2 separate regions of the Danio rerio genome follow, and region 2 is linked to region 1. Evidence: chromatin contacts called from public Micro-C data. All regions are on one chromosome and are shown on one strand. The core of a region is the stretch at or near the end of the contact, and the rest is flanking DNA. Distances in the headings are between cores, read along the strand shown. Region 1 has its middle 19 kb from the start of ank3b. Region 2 has its middle 12 kb from the start of rhobtb1.

Region 1 (2,994 bases), core at 178-2,677:
TTATATCATACAAATGTATGTTTTTTAATGGATATTTATAGACTTTTTTAAAACTGTTATTGGAATATTTTTTGGTATTACATTAAAATAATAATAATAATAATAATAATAATAATAATAATAATAATAATAATAATATTAATAGCCACAGTAACCAAAACATGCTTTAAATTATACTAATTTATGTTTTTAATGGATATTTAAAGTTGTTTTTTTTTTCAAACTGTTCTTGAAAGGATTTTTTGGTATTACATTAAAATAATAAAGAAGAAGAAGAAGAAGAAAAAGGAGAATTATACTAATATTAATATCAAAAATAATAACAACAACAATAAAAATAACTTTAAAGAAGCTTAAAAGGCTTTGTGGATTATTTTCAGAGCCATTTAGATAGTTTTATGACATTAAGTTGGTAGTTAAGTTGAAAAAGTAATACCTTGCTGACAAATAATAATTTTAATTAACATTTTAATTAATACGTGTTAATAAGTGCCATAAAACTTTAATATATCAACTGAGCACATCTGCAGAATAATTGTATATTTATTTATGATATTATTTCATCCTTTTGCATCATAAAAGAACTTTGCAATGAAAAGGATTATGTTGTGCATTATTATTGGAGCCATATGAAAATGACTGGTTTTATTTATTTATTTTTTTATTATTATTTTTATTGATTTTTTTTTTAAATATTTTTATTTATTTATTATGCATTTATTTTTTTAGTGTAACATTGTGTATCTATTCAGCACACTGCATTTATTTTATCATTATCTTTATCCCTATTTATAATTTACACTATTACTAATTCCTCCAAAACAGGACTTAATAACTCAGTTAACATGTTGAGTCACCCATACAATGTTTTTTTATGAAGAAAAGCCAACATATGCAAATATGCTAAGCAATATTCCTTAAATGTGTACGCTTATATGAAAATTTGTCAACATAAATATGAATTCGGATCATAGATCTAAACTGCAACATCAACAACTCGAACAGTATGAAGTGAACTAGGAGCAAAATATACTGCTGATGGGGTTTTCGGTGTTTCATTAGCGTTATCAGTTGCATGTACACTTGCTGCCAAAACACCCTTTGGATATGAAACGGCGTGTGCAGTTCTTTTGTTTTCATTGTTCGTCATATAATGATGCGTTTCTCCAGTCGTCCAATAGAGGGAGCCAGAGACGCAGACTCGTCTTTGTTACAGCTCTGGATAGCTCGCTCTCGTTAGAAAAACACGGACAATTCTGGAATGTACTGTAGCAAGTGTGATATGAAAATACTCCTTTATGAGTTATTCAAGTATACACAACTACATATAGCCATATAGTATACCATAACCATAACCATATAGTTAGAATGAACAGAAACGCTGTCATTCATGCCATTTGATTATTGCATCACTCCCCGTGGGTGGAGCTTAACATGTTATGATGATGTCATTGTATTCATATGAATTTGGCCTCAGTAACATGCTTTGTCATACCAGTACCGGATATTTAAAGACCTATGTTTTTTTAAATAAGCATAATAACCTGGCTGCAGTCAGATTAATCTGATTTAATCACATATCATCGAAACATAATCCACTGAGGGTTTGTTGCCATACAGATGTGCTGACGTGAATGTAGTTTATCTCATCGAGAGACATTGGCTGCGGCTCTAGTTTTATTTTTTTTCCGCAGACCTGCACAGTGTCATGCAGAAATACCCGGGACATTTTCTATTCAGAGTCTTTCTCAGTCTGACCTACTTTAAATGCAGCTTCAGTAGAATTTGCACAGAAATCAGCTGGACTGACGCCTCTGCAGTCTTTAGGCGTTCTTCTCTAGATGTTTCACTGTAAAAATATTTACCCCGTCACTTTAAACTGATATGTTTATGTATAATTAGTGTGATTCTGGAAGGATTGTGAAAAACTTCACATTTTTTTGGTGGATGTTTAAAGTTTGATGAAGATTTGTCACAGTTGACTGGGCAGTTGTTAGTCATGTGTTCAGATATCTGAGGCTTCTTGTCTTCAGATCAAGGATGTTAGTATAGTTTTGTGTTTTCAAATTAGTTTTATTTTCGATTATATTTTTAAACATTTGCTGTAAATTTCAGATTAGTTTGGGTTCACTTTATTAATAGGTTTTTTCTCTTTAGTTTATTTTTTATTTTGTAAACACATTTCGTATTAGTTTCAGTTTTAGTAATTCCGCACTGAAAAAAGGAGTTGCACAGAATTCTGTCTGCAAAATTGTTGCAAACAATTTATATGAGTTGGATTTAAACAAACAATTTATATTTAGTAATATTATGTTTAAATTCAACCCAAATAAATTGTTTACAACCCTATTAAAAAAAAAAAAAAGAGTAAATCCAATGAATCATCTTTGAATAGTTTTTTTTCAGTGCAGGTTGCGAATTACTGGGGAGTTGGGGGGGGATTGACCCCTCTATTTAACATTTAATCCCCATGAAGGAAGTCAAAACAAGATGCATGGGGGGGGTCAGCTCTTTAATAGTGATAAATAGTTGGGGTTGGGGGTTGTCGCGCGCGTACTAAAGAGCGGTGTTTTCGCGCGCGTTCTGATCAGCTGTGTTGTTGCTGAAGGGTGGGACCGAGGGTGTGTCGCGTCGCGGGGGCACTTTTGATCATTTTGGAAGGGCACTTTCTATCCAAGACTAAAAAGGGCATGTGCTCTGCACAGGTTGAGCCCTATGTGTGCACGTGCCTGCAAGAGTGTGTGGGTGTTTCCCAGGGTTGGGTTGTGGCTGGAAGGGCATCTGCTGCGTAAAACATATGCTGGATAAGTTGGCGGTTCATTCGACTGTGGTGACCCCTAATTGATAAAAGGACTAAGCCGAAAAGAAAATGAATGAATGTAATGAGGGTTTAAATGAGCTGATCTAGAGGACTGATAGACATTGCAGATGTACACAAGACACTTCTTTTGTAAAACAGGTTGTTGTATCTTTATTTAGCCTAAAGGCCCTTGC
Region 2 (2,994 bases), core at 323-2,822, 110 kb before region 1:
CATTACGTACGCATATTAATACAGCTGTTCTGTGTCAGTTAAATCAGTTGACTGTTGAAATTCAACATTTTTAACCCAACTGGTTGAGTTATTAAATAAATAACCTAATAAAGGAAAAAAATAACCCAACAAAGCACCAAAAATGTTTAACTCAACCATTGGGTTAAATAAATAACTCTTAGAATTAATAACCAGTAACCTCTGAAATAACTAATCAAATGATACTGTAGGTCAGACACTATATATCCCTCAAAACACCAAACACTTAAATACACTTTATTAATAAATTAGATGTAATTGAAATAAATATGTTAATGACTGTAGCTTATATTACACAAACTACTGTAACATTACACTGTAAAGCCTAATAAGTTAAGGTAACCTAAACCATTTGAGGAAACCCATTGCAACAAGCCATTTAAGTTCAAAAACTAATTCTAATGAGTTCTGTGAACTTAATCCATTTAAGTAAGGAAGCAATTTGAGCACAGTAAAACCCAATAAATGAAGAGAACTCAAACCAACTGAGTTATGCAAAACCCAATAAGTTAAGGCAATTCAAACTGTTTGAGGAAACTGATTGCTGCAAACCATTTGAGTTAAAAAAAACTACTCTATATGAGTACTGTGAACCTACTCTGTTTAAGTTGAAGTAATGAGGTATTTAATTGACTCACCTTCAACACTGAGTTCAAAACTCTTTTCAAATGAGTAGAATTAACTTTGTCAATTTTGGGTTAACTACACTCATTTCACTTGATAAAGTTTTACAGTGTACCAAAAAAGTTGACCCCCTTGATTGTCAATGTAGGCCTATGATTTACACACACACACACACACACGCACGCACGCACGCACGCACGCACGCACACACACACACACACACACACACACACACACACACACACTAATAATAATAATAATACTACAGCAAAAGAGTCAATCTAAATGTTATCCCTTTGAAATGTCTAACAAGGGCGCCATCTTGTGTTCTGTATAAAAACAACTTCAGCTCAAATCCCAATACATCAGTTCTTAAAGTTTCATTTTATTAGCTTTCATTGTATATTCTTGCTAAAGTTAACTTACAACAAAACAAAAATTCTGCAAAGTGATTTTGAGATAATATTAAATGATAGCCCTGACCACTATTATTAAAAAAGCAACATTAACGAAGACACAATTGAAGACGCATGACTTCAAAACAGTCTGTGGCCTCAATTCACTACCGGACAGATGTAAAATTGTGCCCACATATATTGTTTATGTATTTTTTTTTCTGTAAAGTGTTCTTATCACATTTATTTATGCTACATTACATTAATAATTTGGTATTCTTCAATGGTGACTCTATCCTAACTCCACAACACAAAGAAAGATAAAAACATCAACCCCTTGATTAAAAGCACTGCCGTTTGTTATTCCAACATAATACTTTCTCGAAAGCATTCGCCATGTACCTGGAAACTTCTAGTCAGTTATTGCATGATGGCATACATATTTTTTTCAGGAACAGAGCCAATGGCCAGAGCAGGAAGTTGCCGCACACTGACTGAGGCATATTTGTCAATGTGTACAGTTGCTTTGGGATCTTCAACATGGCCACCGTCGACACAGGTGAAAACGATTCTGCACAGGTAAGGGGACGTTCACACTTGACCTTTAAATCTAACTCTCTATTCTTTTTCTCTTATTAACAAAAACTTTAATGGGGATATGAGTCCGTCTGTTGCTTAAGACAGTTGCGTGACAGCTGTGAAAGTCACGGTATGGTTGGTATGTAGTATTCAGTCAGTGTTGATATATATTTTTTTGTTGTGGTAAATGTTTTTAAACGGTTTTGGCTGGTTTGAATAAACGTGAAGTGTATCTTTAAAAAGGTGAGCGCGTATTTGCATATTTCGCGGGAGTTCTCTGACGAGCGCGTTCTTCTGTGACAGACTTCGATTTGTTATCGTTTGTTGACGGATTCGTCACGTTGTGAATGATTTCGTGCTTCAGGTGACAACTTACAAATTTCAGCACATACTACCTGACAACCAGATTATGTTTGTGCACTCATATAATAATCATACCTACTGTATTTTTGCATTTTCTGTACCACATTCGAAACTTACAACTGGACTGGTGTTGGTTTTCATTTCGTGTCAATGTGTTTTAATCAGATGTTGAAGAATTACAGTACTTATTAGGCTGTTGTTAAGGTAGTTGAAGAGGTTTTGTGTGCTGCTAAGGTGTTTTGGATGGTGGCTTGCAGACCCGCCCACTCCTTGAAAGCATATGATGTTCTTTTTGCTCTTTATAATAAATAATACTAATGATAATAAGGCAAAAGGTGTATCTGTTAATATTATTTGATATTTCTGACTATCAGTGAGCAGTTGTAATTTTATACACTGTTTTAAAAGATTTCATACATGTAATAAAAATGTTATTCACTGCTCATTTATAAATGTAATGATGTTGACTTGTTAACAAAGCCCATGTGATACAATCATATAATAATAAAATAATAATTATAATAAATTATGTAATCGATATAAAATGCAAATAATAATAATAATAATAATAACAGTAATAATAATAAATGATGCAAATTATATTAAATAAATAATAATATGTATTATTATTATTATTATACACATTTATCTTTAATAGATAATTGAACATTTCTAAAAGTACATTTTGTATAATTAAATAATAATAATTATGATAATATTAAGGCACACTACTAGTATAAATAAGCAACCTTTCCTTAATTATGATAAAATCAAAGTCACAGAGATTCATCAGAGCCACATACATATTAAAATAATCATGAAAAGTCTCATGAAATTGAATTAAATTAAATTAAAATATAATAAGTTATTAATGTAAATGACAGACTAAGCATTTAACATAAGCACCTTGGAATCATAAGATTCTATTAGACATATTTATCCATTAATTATTCAGTGATTAATCTTCTGTGAAAACATATTTAAATTATGTGAT

What was found. A called contact is a pair of places that touch in the nucleus more often than the background predicts.
Region 2: a contact with region 1 is called in a Micro-C map of caudal fin, with 14 times the contacts expected there. The contact joins two enhancer-like sites. A contact is called at or near these places in 3 of 18 Hi-C or Micro-C datasets (caudal fin, embryo and an unstated tissue).

The regions. Positions count from the first base shown.
Region 1 is chr12:8,423,859-8,426,852 of GRCz12tu, reverse strand. No RefSeq gene overlaps it. Among named protein-coding and RNA genes, the nearest start is that of ank3b, 19 kb to the right of the region's middle. Within about 2 kb of position 1,427, at least 45 of the 62 cell types and tissues checked have an H3K27ac peak or open chromatin away from gene starts, as enhancers often do. A contact at or near this core is called in caudal fin, where this site is marked.
Region 2 is chr12:8,529,354-8,532,347 of GRCz12tu, reverse strand. No RefSeq gene overlaps it. Among named protein-coding and RNA genes, the nearest start is that of rhobtb1, 12 kb to the left of the region's middle. Within about 2 kb of position 1,572, at least 6 of the 62 cell types and tissues checked have an H3K27ac peak or open chromatin away from gene starts, as enhancers often do. A contact at or near this core is called in caudal fin, where this site is marked.